Linked DNA regions of Pan troglodytes: all the other regions are linked to region 1. Evidence: chromatin contacts called from public HiChIP or PLAC-seq data. All regions are on one chromosome and are shown on one strand. The core of a region is the stretch at or near the end of the contact, and the rest is flanking DNA. Distances in the headings are between cores, read along the strand shown. Region 1 holds the start of ZSCAN20 (zinc finger and SCAN domain containing 20). Region 2 holds the start of ZNF362 (zinc finger protein 362). Region 3 holds the start of TRIM62 (tripartite motif containing 62).

Region 1 (3,924 bases), core at 1,045-3,544:
ACGTGGTCATGAGGAGCCCACTCAGTGAAAAGGGAAGAGAAGATGCTCTCCAGTTCCACAGGAAAGGCCAAGACTGGTCTGTGACCTCCAAAGAGAAAAAACTGGGAACTCTTAAAGGCTGTCAGGCCCATTTGGCTGACAGTCCAAGCTATGGCTTAAAGCAGTCTGACCTGACCTCACACATCAGGGCTTAAGCCAGGGAGAGCAAATAGGTTTCATTTAAAGCAGAAACTTCAATCAACTGGAAGTGGCTGCCTAGAGTAGTGTGCTGAGGGCTCTGAGTACTGTGTGAATATGTGCTGTGAACCAACCAATTAGCCATGACTGCCAGGGACACAGGAAGGGGCACTGGCAGCACACATTCCATGTATTTGTCACCCCTGGCTTAAACTCCCATTGGCAATGAATCAGCTTCAGCTTCCAGCAGATAGCCTTGCCAGGCAGAGGAAGACTAAAGCTCCTGCCCTGGAAATCCACTGGCAATAGAAGTCTTCAAGGCTGGTATAGCAAAGCTTACCCTGCATGGTCTTCATTCACACATACATACATCAAGTATTTACTGCTTTACATCAAGTGTTTACTGCTCTAGACTGGGCAATGGGGAAACAGAGGTGATTGAGACACTGTTCCTGTCCTGGAGATGTTCACAGTCTAATGGAAGAGACACACACTTCACAGATAATTATGATCAAATGTGGTAATAGGAGAAGTTATGGGAGCTGAGGGTTGGGGGTGACTTAATTTGCTTAAGGGAATTGAGCAAAGTAAGAGTTGAAATTTTTTTAAGTTAAAGAAGTTCTCTTGGCAAAGAAGGTGAAGGGCAAGGAGAGAATATTCTAAGCTGAGAGAACAGCATATATAATGATGGAAAACCAAATGGCCTACCCAGGAAATGAGGAAAACCTTGACAGCCCTGGAGTGTGAGGTGCATGAAGATTAGGCTGCAAAAGGAGTTTATGAAGGACAAGGTGTTTGGACTTTACAGGTGCTGGGTGCCAATGAAGGTTTTCAAGCAGAAGGCATAATCAGATTTGTAGGTGAAACAGATCACACTAGGTGCAATGTGTGTGTTCATGCTGGGAAACTGAAAAGGCTTCTGCGAAAACCCTACAAGAAAGAGGCCGACTGAAAAGATATTAAAGAAATTAAAGATCGGAAGATCCTTGGACGTGGAAGAATGCAAGAGGAATCAGTGGGTAAGTAGGTAGGTAGGTAGGTAAATGGGATGATCGTGCCACTGACTTCCATAAGACATAAGGAAAGAAGTGCAGGTTTGGGGCAGAACACAATAGCCAGTCCCATCCACTGGGTTCCAGAGGTAACAATCATTAGGGAGGTAACAAATTAGATATGCTTGTTCTAGACGGGAAGGTAGAGATTGAAACACTATTTTTAAGGTCGGGCTTCAAGCTCAGGCCCTCTTCACTTCTTGCCAGGGCCCCAGACCCTCTATCCTTTCCTCTGTGGTCTCCAGACCTTTCTATGACCCTCCCACCTCCAAAACCTCCCTCAACCCCCTCACCTTCAGACCCTTCTAAGGCCCTCCTCATTCCCAGGGCCCTCTATCGCCTCCTCATCCCCGACCCCTGTATGACCCTTCCCATCTCCGGCCTCTACATCCTTTGACCGTCCCTCACCCTCCACCCCCACATATAAGCTTCTTTCTCCCCTCTCACCTTCCCCAGCCCCCTGTGTCACCACCACCTCCTAAGTCTCCAGCCCAGAGCCTGCGTCTCAGCTGCCCCCGCCCCGCCACCCGGACTCACCCACCGAGACACCCACTTCACAACAGGGCGGAAGTGCTCCCGGGCTCGTGCAGGGAATGCTGGGACGCGGAGTCCGAGCGGCGCCACCCTGGGAATGGAACGTCTGAGACCACAATTCCCAGAAGGAACCGCGCGAGCGCCGGGGGCGGCCCCCTCCGTTTGCTGCCTTTCAGACGTCTTCAGCCAATAGATATGTCATCTTCTAACGGACCCTGGCACTGGAACAAATCGGAACGGGCGCGACACATGGGGGCGGGACCTGTTGCGATCCTGGCCTTTTCCATAGGCTCCCGGATAACAGTACCGCCCAATGGGAGGGCACTCGAGCAGAAGGGGGCCCAGTTCTATTGAGGGGTCGAAGTGAGAGCCTCAGACCCTGAAAGATCAAAGCAGACACAATAAGAAATAAGAAGAGAGAATGACTAGAGGTGACCAGCCCGATAGGCAGGAGAGAACTGGACAGTTGTAGCTTTAATTTCCAGCTTACAGCTAAGCTGTGTGACTTTGGAAGAATTCTGAACCTCGTTCTCTTCACCCATAAAATGAGGGTAGTAATGGCATCCATGTCACAGAGTTTTGTGAACTTTCAATGAGATAATACACCTAAAACGATTAGCTCAGGGCCTGGCTCCTAATAATGCACAGCGATTGTTAGCTATTATTATGTAAATCAGTTAGTACAGAGCTTGGCACTTCCTAGGTGTTGGAAGAATGTTAATCATTATTACAAAATAATCCTCATATAAATGCGGGTGCTCTGTACCACTGTGAATACTTTGGGGCATGAACAATCTAATATGGTGTTGAGAATGTGGGCTTTGTAGTCAGACATGGATCCAAATCCCAACTCAACTACTTCGCAGCTGTGTGGCCTTGAACAAATTACTGCCATCTATTTTGTCTTTGGAATTTTCATCTATAAAATGCAAGTAATGTAAGAGAACTTGCATCACAGGGTGTTATGAAGGTTAAATGAGACTATTTAGGTAAAAGTCTCTGAAGTCAAGCTGCTTGTGTCTGAAAGTTCTTACTTTCAAATGAAGGATACAGGTCATACCACCCGCGTTGTGAAACCTTGGGCAAATTACTTAGCTTCTTTATACCTGCATTTTCCCAACTGTAAAATGGGAACGATAATACTTGCCTCTTCCTGAGACGGTTGTTGAGAGGAATAAATGGGAGAAGGTATGTAAAGAGCGTGACACATGTCTGACACACAGGAAGTGTTTAATAATCATTAGCTAGTCCAGGCACGGAGGCTCATGCCCGTAATCCCAGCCCTCTGGGAGGCTGAGACGGAAGGATCACTTTAGTCCAGGAGTTTGAGACCAGCCTGGGCAGCGAAGTGAGACCTCGTCTCTATTTTAAAAAATAGAAAATACAATAAAATACATAATCATTAGCTATTATTATTATTACCAATGGTTATGTGGCTTAGGGAAAATTGACAATACCTAGCATGTGGTAAGAGCTCAATGCATGTTGGCTAGTGTTAAAATAGGAGAATTCTTAGCTTTAACGACCCAGTTTAAATTCCTTCTCTGTGAAACGTGTTCCAACTTATTTGTAGTAATAACTCATGTGATTTTACTCAGTAAACATAATAACAACCCGTAAATACTCCTTGGTGTTGAAGTCTCACAGTAGCCCTATGAGATTGGTATTGTTTGCTCCACTTTACAAAGAGGGAATGAGACTTAGAGAAACGAAGTGACCTGCTCAAGATCACAGAGCCAATAAGAACCAGGGCTGGGATTTGTCACCCCCTAGGCATGTGACTCCAAAGGTCCTACACTGCATGAGGAAGAGACCATATGTGGAAGTAGGAGGGTTTGAGATGGGGAGGGACAGTGCAACAGTGTGGGATGCCAAGGGAGCCGGAAACATTTGAGAGCGTGTCAGGATCTGAAGCTGGAGAGGCAGCTTTGCAGGGTCAGGTAAGGACGTGTCCACTTCAGCATCATCTGCCCTAAGAGGAAGAAGGGAGGCGAGTGTGCAGAGAGAGGAGAGGACATCATTAGGACACAAGAGGGCGCGCCTCGCCCTCAATACAGCCTCGAATTATTCTATGGTTTCCCTCAGCCTTTGTCTAATTAAAGCCTGGCATTCTACAGAAGAGAAAAAACTAACGAAGTCCTCAAGAGGCCAACTGCCCTTT
Region 2 (3,924 bases), core at 693-3,192, 350 kb after region 1:
CACTTTGGGAGGCCAAGGCAGGTGGATCACGTGAGGTCAGGAGTTTGAGACTAGCCTGACCAACATGGTGAAACCCCATCTCTACTAAAAATACAAAATTAGCCAGGCATGGTGGCTCATGCCTGTAATCCCAACTACTCGGGAGGCTGAGGCAGGAGAATCGCTTGAACCCGGGAGGCAGAGGCTGCAGTGAGCCGAGATGACCCCACTGCACTCCAGCCTGATCAACAAAAGCAAAACTCCGTCTCAAAATAAATAAATAAATAATGTGCAAAGCTGACCTCCTCTCTCCCCCGCTCAGAAATTCTGATGTCTTGCTGATACTTCGGAACATCACCCTTTATTGTCCAAAAGATCACCAGAATGGGTAAATAGTAGAAAAGGAGAGCTTTATCGGTGATATTAGTTTGCAAACCAGGAAGAGAATCTCCAGTGTGGACCAAACGTGTTTTCTCTTCGAGAAGGGAAGGAGCAGGTTGGGTTTTATGCCTCACAAGGTCCATATTTACACAACAGAGTCATACATATTTAGCAGATTGTGGGGGAAGACTATATTTATGAGGGGAGCTGAGTGCATGCACAATGCGTAAACATATATGTAACACTCATCCCATGCTCACTTTGGGGCAGAATTTTTGCATTAAAATGAGGTAGAATTTGACTCTTTATATCAAAAGATGAACCACAGGACCCAAAGACAGTCTGTGTACCGCCTTTATCAGCTGGTGAAACTGGCTTAAGGTCTGCAGTTGCTTATCAGAAGAGAATGTTTGTAAGGCCGGTCCTCTGTCCAATCAGAGTTGTAGCGGTCTTGGGTTGTAAATCAGAGTTAGGAGGGATATGATGAACCCCCAACCCATAGGTAACTTTAACTTTGGTTTCCTTAATCTTAGGGTCTGTCTTAGTTGATAAGAAGTGTCTTCTTAGATCACTTCTTCGTAATATGCCCCCAATCTCCATTCCATTCTTACCTTCCATCCTATACTCCAGTTCCCAGAAAGGGCTCTGAATCATCAAACTACCATTCCCTTGTACACGCCAGTGCCCTGGTCTGGAATGCTCCTCTCAACTTCCCCAGACTTTTCTACCTGGCCAACTCCTACTCATTCACCAAGACCTGCTGCTTTTGCCACGCCTGTCCTAATCCTGGCCGGCAGCTTTATCTATCCCTAATCAGACCTCCCTTGGTGCCCTGTGCTTTCCACTAACACAGCACTTACCACACCAAATCACAATTATCTCCACTTGGATATCTGAAAAGATCTCAAATGTAACATGTTCAGAAGTTCATTTCTACTGATTTTTCCATAAGTAGGATTTAGTAGGAGGTGGATCTTGAAGCCATCCATTCTGACTTCTCCCAGAAGCCTTGCCCCTGGTCTGAGAGACAAGTTATAGGACCTCACCAACTTCATTAAAATTACAAAAATGCCCAGAGAGCAGCCACTTTGTAATAGGATGCTACCAAATAAATACATCTGATGCTTTAAAGGCAATTAGGATCATCACAGGCTCCCTGTAGACACAGGAAGAGGGTGGGGCAGGTATAGTGATTGAGATTCAGATTAGGCAGAGACTTTCCCAACCTGCCTCCACTAGTTGCTATCTGTTCTAGACAAGTTACTTCATACGTAAGCCTCATTTCTCAATTTGTAAATGAAAATAACTTACCTGGTTACTGTGGTTACCATGTGTCAGGTGCTGTTCTGAGTGCTTTAAATACGTTAAATTTTTTGTTCTTTTGGAGACGAGGTCTCACTCTGTTGCCCAAACTGGAGTGCAGTGCCCCACTCACGGCTCACTGAAGCCTCGACCTCCCAGGCTCAAGCAATCCTCCTCCCACCTCAGCCTCCAGAGTAGCTGGGACCGCAGGTGCTTGCCACCACGCCTGGCTAATTTTTTTTTTTTTTTTTTTTTTTTTTTTTTTTTTTTTTGGAGAGGTGGGGAGTTTCACTATTTTACCCGGGCTGGTCTTGAACTCCTGGGCTCAAACAATCCTTCCACCTTCGGCCTCCCAAAGTGCTGGGATTACAGGTGTGAGCTACCATGCCCAACCTAAATATGTTAAATTTATTTATCTTTAGAATAATGGTATAAGGTAGATACTATTATCCTATTTTACAGAGTCAGAAACTGTGGCAGAGAGTGACTTAGGCCAGGATACACAGCTAATAACTGGCAGAACCAGGATTCCAACACAGGCAGTGGAGGGTAGGAGTCCTTGTCATTAAGACGCACTGCACAGGCCTGTGTCGATTAATTGAATAATGCGAGTGAAGGCGAGAGCAGGGCCTGGCAAGCAGTAGGCACGCTTGATTATTTTAAAATGTAAAACTCCTTGGCCTAGAGATCAAGAATTATTTCAAAGACCTTTATATTCTGCGTGAACCCAGCAGGTGTTTTCCCTCGCATATGAAATTGATGGTTGAGAAGGACATCGGAGACAAGTCTTAGGTTCGTACAGCCTTTCGGTTCTTTTACCCAGATCCTCCGTTTTTAAGTAGAAGCGAAAGTAGCTGATGCGCAAATAAGCCCACTTCCGGTGTTACCCCGGGCCTTTTTCCAGCTGAGCAGAGATAAGGTCGCCCGCTTCCCACGCCGCCTCAGTCCTGGGTTGACCCCTTTCCCGTGAGAGCCCCGCCCTCGGCGAAGGTTCGGTTTAACATTGGTTGAGGTTGGAAGACTGAGCTGCGCCTCTCCGTCTTTCAACCAACGGACTTCCCTGTTCCTTCTCACCGTTTGGTAAAGTCGGTCCCTCCTCCCAGCCGCCAGAGGGCGCGACATCGCGTGGCTCGAAGCCTAGAAGTCTCTCGAATACGGAAGTGACTTTACGCTACCGGAAGACCGTGGCCTCAAGGGATGGGGGCTGTGAGCTGGGGGTTCCGGTGGCTGGAAGCTGAGCAGTCATGGCTCCGCCAGGCAATCGTTTCCACTTCTGAGAGTCTCATATGCTCAGATGAGAAAACGGAGGCTTTTGGAGGAAGGAGCTTCTCGTATTTACACAGCGAAAAACTCCTCAGACAAGCGCGCTTCCCATACGACTCACCAGGACAAAGGGACGATCCATGAGGGTATTTGCTCAGCCTGAGGAATCCCTGAGGCAAGTCTCACAGAACTGTGCCCATTCCACCGATGGAGAAAGCGAAACCCAGAGAGGGACATGCAGCGTACAGGGACTTGCCAGAGTAGGGTTACCATATTTAGCAAATAAAATGCAGGATGCCCAGTTGAAGTTGAATTTCAGGTAAACGACGAGTAATGCTTTAGTATAAGACTATCCCAAATATTGCAATGAGACACGTATGCTAAAAAATTACTCATTGTTTTTCTGAATTCAAATTTATCTGGATGTCCTGTATTTTATTTGGCGATCCTACCCCAAGGTCACCTAACTGAGTGGAAAAACAGAAAGCGCTATTGGGGGGGTCCTACGTGCCTCCCTGCCTGGGGCTCACTAGTGTATGGAGCTGGCTTGTTCCCAGGTGCTATTCTGAGGTTATTTTAAAGGCCCCCAGCTCATGCTAGTCAATGGTCTTCCTAGTGCAGGATCTAGACCTATTCAGGAGCTGACAAGGAGCCACATCCCCCACTCCCATTCAGGGCTACCGCACCACCACCACCCAAACTAGTTTATTCAAAAGACACTAAGTGTCTACTCTGTGGTAAGCACAGTCTTAGGTTCCAGATCACACTAGAAAATAGGAGAAACACTCCCTGTCTTTATGGAATCAATAGGATTAGATACGCAGGAAGACAAGTATTTAGAGAGGAAAACTACAGTACGTTGTGATCAGTAGTTCTTTAATAGGGACAAATACAGGATGCATGAAAGCCCAGAGATGGAACCCCTAATGAAGGAATAGAAAGTAAGAGAAAGGAGAGAGACACCCAAGCTGAGGCCTGAAAGATTCATTCCTTCATTCA
Region 3 (3,924 bases), core at 815-3,314, 290 kb after region 1:
TCCTTGGGAGCAAGGAGCATAGTTTATTCCACCTCCTCACAAAGACCTGCTTGGAGTCAGCATCAGTAAATACATGTTGAATAATGAAGTCACTGTTTCATCCATCATCAAGCCTTTTTTTTTTTTTTTTCATTTCATTTCAAACGCTTCAATAATTTAGACTCTGCCCTGTTCACTTTCCCCACCCCCTCATTAGGGGTGCACGTCAGTATATCAGTTGGGATTCTCTGGGTTGCAAAGTGACAATGCACTACTGTTAAACTGGCTTATGCAATAAGATGGACCATCTCACATATCCTGAAGTCCAGACTCTGCATCAGAATAAAAGCTTCTCTTCCCTAGGACTCTCTTGGCCTTGCCCTCCCTTCTGTATTTGCTGCATTCTCAGACTGGGAGCAAGATGGCTGTTGCTATTCCAAGCATTGCCACCAAACATATCCCAGCAAAGGGGGCAGACTGTTTTGCAAAGTAAAGAGACCGTTTCCTGAAAACCCCTCTCTGCCATAGGCTTCCCCTTTAGTTTTTCAGGCTGGACCTGCCCAAACCGTCACTGGCAAGAGGAATGAGACCACCATAATGGACTTGGACCAAACAAGACTCACTCCATGAGACCACCATAATGGACTTGGACCAAACAAGGCTCACTCCTGGAAATGGGCTGGGGTCAGCCTTCCTTGGGTCACTTGGGGAAGGGGGCCACCTGAACAAAATCAGGGCTCTGCCCATAAGAAAAAGTTGAGAAACTGCTGTTGCATGAGCAACCAACTATTTTTCTCACAATGATGGAGATTCTGGGCCAGATGAGGGTGTGATGGAGAAAGTGTTAACCATAGAGAACTAAACTGAGAGCTTTTTCATAAACTTTACCTCAATAAAGTTTAACACCAATGAAGATATTTCTGGAGGAGGCAGAAACTGGTAGCCACCCTCTATGGCTCATTTCCCTCACCCCCGTATCCAACCATCACCAAATGTCACCGTGTCTGTACTTGCAATACCCTAGTCTTCTCTCCTTACCCACTGTTGGGGCCCCAGTTCGGGTCTCGCCTCCTGCAGGCACGATGACAACAGCACCTTAGGGGTGCCCAGTCTTTCCTTCCTCCTGCAACCCAGGGCGTTGATGCGGTTATTCAGCTACACACCTTTACTGTGTGCTGAGTGCTGTGCATGCGCAGACACATTGGAAAAGCTCCCTGTCTTCTTCACCTTGCAGATGGTATAATGATTATCTCTGAGACTTCCTGAAACCCAATCGGACCAGGTCATTCCCTTGCCTGAAAGCCCCATGCCTTCAAGAAATTCTTTACCATGACCCACAATGCCCTCCAGCCCACCCAGGCTCCTTCTCCACCCCACCCCCAACGGTACAGAATTACTCGCACTTCCTTCACTGCACCCTCCCCTTTCACGCCTCTATGCTTTTGCACAGGCTGTCTCCTCTGCCTAGAAATCCCTTATCCCCTCTCCATCTGGCACGCAAGACAAGTTCTCCTATTACTTTTTCTCCCTCTCTCCTGCTCCACCCCTCACCGCCTTAACACACACACACACACACACACACACACACACACACACACAAATACAGCACTCCAGAATTGTTTGCCAATGGAGGCAGCCTCCGGGGCCAGATGTTAGCCAGGGCTTTCCAAACTTCTCCCCAAGCACTCCTTAAGAAAGTGAAGAGGAAATGGGACCCCAGGGCTTAGGAGTGTGAGGGCCTTGAACTTGCTCTAAGCAAGCAGGGCATTTCAAGAGTTTTATCTTTATATTTTATGCAGAAGTTGTATTCCAAATAAATTCTTGTTCGTTTTAATACAAAATATGATTTTTTCTACATCTTCAAATCGATGATCCAGAAAGATGCTCCTTGTTTATTTGTTGTGCTCTCAAATTAGCTGCTCCGCCTCGCCGCGGGGACCCTAAGCGAGACCTGGATGCAGTTCCAAGTACACACCCCGAAGGAACAGCTGGGCTTCGCTTCCCCGGGAGCTGGAGGATGGTGGGGGTGGGGCGGGGTCAACCGGCTGGTGGCCCCGCCCCTCCCCCGCCCGCTGCGGGGGCGGAGTTGCTTGGGTCCCGCCCACGGGGGCGGGGAGGCAGCCGCGGCCACCGGCTGCTCGGATTCGGCTGGTTCCGGGTTGAGAGGCTGCGCTGGACCGAAGCGGTGGCTGCTAAGCTCGCGGGGGTAAGGGGTCGCGCTGGGCCAGGGTTTGGGGCCGGGATCCGGCAGCTGAGCGGGCCGGCACCCCTCCTCTTCTCTGCCGGTCACAGCCAATGTACGGCTCGGCCTGGCTGCCCCCTCCCCCAGGATTCCCCATCCCCAGCTTTTCGCCCTCCCCGCACCGCCCCCACCCCGGGATTTCGACCCCCTCAAGGGCTCCACCCCGCTCCGGGATCCCCTTCTCCCAGCTCCTATCCCTTAGGACTGCCCCGCCCCCTAGAACCTCCCCGTCAGGATCTCCGTCCCTCAGCCGCTCACAGCCTCCTCCCAGCGCCCATCGCCTTGAGCTGCCCACTACCTCTAGACTGCCCTCCCGGGCTGGCGTCCCACGGAGTCTCAGCCGCGCACCCCTTCCTCGCGTTACCCTCCTTCCGGACAGCACCCCCTCCCTTCTCCGGTAGCTCCTACCCCTGCCTGTGCGGGCCTCGTCCCCGCGCCCAGCCCTCGGTGCTGCCTCCGACAGCGCCGCGCTCTCTCAGCCGCCCCCCTGCCCCTCGGGCCCCCCTCTCTGCTGCCCCCGGCGCCATGGCGTGCAGCCTCAAGGACGAGCTGCTGTGCTCCATCTGCCTGAGCATCTACCAGGACCCGGTGAGCCTGGGCTGCGAGCATTACTTCTGCCGCCGCTGCATCACCGAGCACTGGGTGCGGCAGGAGGCTCAGGGCGCCCGCGACTGCCCCGAGTGCCGGCGCACGTTCGCCGAGCCCGCGCTGGCGCCCAGCCTCAAGCTGGCCAACATCGTGGAGCGCTACAGCGCCTTCCCGCTGGACGCCATCCTCAACGCGCGCCGCGCCGCGCGACCCTGCCAGGCGCACGACAAGGTCAAGCTCTTCTGCCTCACGGACCGCGCGCTGCTCTGCTTCTTCTGCGACGAGCCTGCGCTGCACGAGCAGCATCAGGTCACCGGCATAGACGACGCCTTCGACGAGCTGCAGGTGCGCTGCCGGGCCTGCCTGGGGAAGAGGCGGGGCCGGGCTGGAGGTGGGGCCGGGAGGGGGGTGGGGTCAGGGCTGGACCGCGGGCCAGGCCCAGTCAGAATGGTCCTGGGGCGGGGCCGCCAGCCGGGTCAGGGCCCTATCAGGAGTAACGCGGGGCAGGGAGGGGCGGGGCCGCCGCAGGGCGGGACCGTGGGGGCGGGGCCTTGGGCAGTCCGGACCCTGAGGGATCTGAGACAGACCTGGAGTACCGGCTGGTCCGCGGTTAGGGAGAAGTCGGGGATGCGGATGGGATGGCGGAAACAAGTGAGATCAGAAGTGGACCAGATACTGGGCTGGGGCAGGGTTGTGGACGAAGCGGAATCAGAGCCGGGCAAAGGCAGGGCCACTGTCAGACTGAGGGCGAGGCCGCGAGGATGGGTCTGTATTAAACCGGGTAGCTGAGCTCTGGCAGGCTGGGGGTTCTGTGGGGGCGGAGACTGGATCAGATGTGCATCAGGACTAAGAGGAGTACGGGGGCTAGAATGTGTTGGACAGGTGAGGGTGAAACCTAATAGAGGGGTATAAGTTAGGGTGCCAAAGTGCTGAGAGGGCAGGTTTGAGTACTGAGGATTAGGCCAAGGTGTATGAGGGGTTAAGACTGAGATCAGGTCCAGATACTCTACAACAAGTTTAGATTTAAGCCAGAGTAGAGGCCAGGTTGAGTGGGGGCAGGACTTTAAGGTAAAGATTTGGAGAATAAGGCCCAGATGTAAGGTGATTCAAGAAGG

The links. HiChIP or PLAC-seq counts read pairs in DNA pulled down with a chosen protein or histone mark.
Region 2: a contact with region 1 is called in an H3K4me3 HiChIP or PLAC-seq map of stem cell-derived excitatory neurons, with 8 times the contacts expected there. The contact joins the promoter of ZNF362 here to the promoter of ZSCAN20 in region 1. A contact is called at or near these places in 2 of 7 Hi-C or Micro-C datasets (induced pluripotent stem cells and stem cell-derived neural progenitor cells) and 1 of 1 datasets of contacts at active chromatin or transcription factors (stem cell-derived excitatory neurons).
Region 3: a contact with region 1 is called in an H3K4me3 HiChIP or PLAC-seq map of stem cell-derived excitatory neurons, with 5 times the contacts expected there. The contact joins the promoter of TRIM62 here to the promoter of ZSCAN20 in region 1. A contact is called at or near these places in 1 of 1 datasets of contacts at active chromatin or transcription factors (stem cell-derived excitatory neurons) and 1 of 1 other capture datasets (stem cell-derived neural stem cells).

What each region holds. Positions count from the first base shown.
Region 1 is chr1:197,499,667-197,503,590 of NHGRI_mPanTro3-v2.0_pri, forward strand. ZSCAN20 (zinc finger and SCAN domain containing 20) reads right to left here and starts at 2,295. Exons shown (of 8, transcript XM_009453334.5): 1 at 1,767-2,295.
Region 2 is chr1:197,845,593-197,849,516 of NHGRI_mPanTro3-v2.0_pri, forward strand. It overlaps ZNF362 (zinc finger protein 362), which reads right to left and starts at 1,943. Exons shown (of 9, transcript XM_054665602.2): 1 at 1,672-1,943. The coding sequence starts at 1,691.
Region 3 is chr1:197,791,616-197,795,539 of NHGRI_mPanTro3-v2.0_pri, forward strand. It overlaps TRIM62 (tripartite motif containing 62), which reads left to right and starts at 2,065. Exons shown (of 6, transcript XM_063783061.1): 1 at 2,065-2,185; 2 at 2,685-3,154. The coding sequence starts at 2,747. All of the region lies in intron 2 of ZNF362 (zinc finger protein 362), which reads right to left.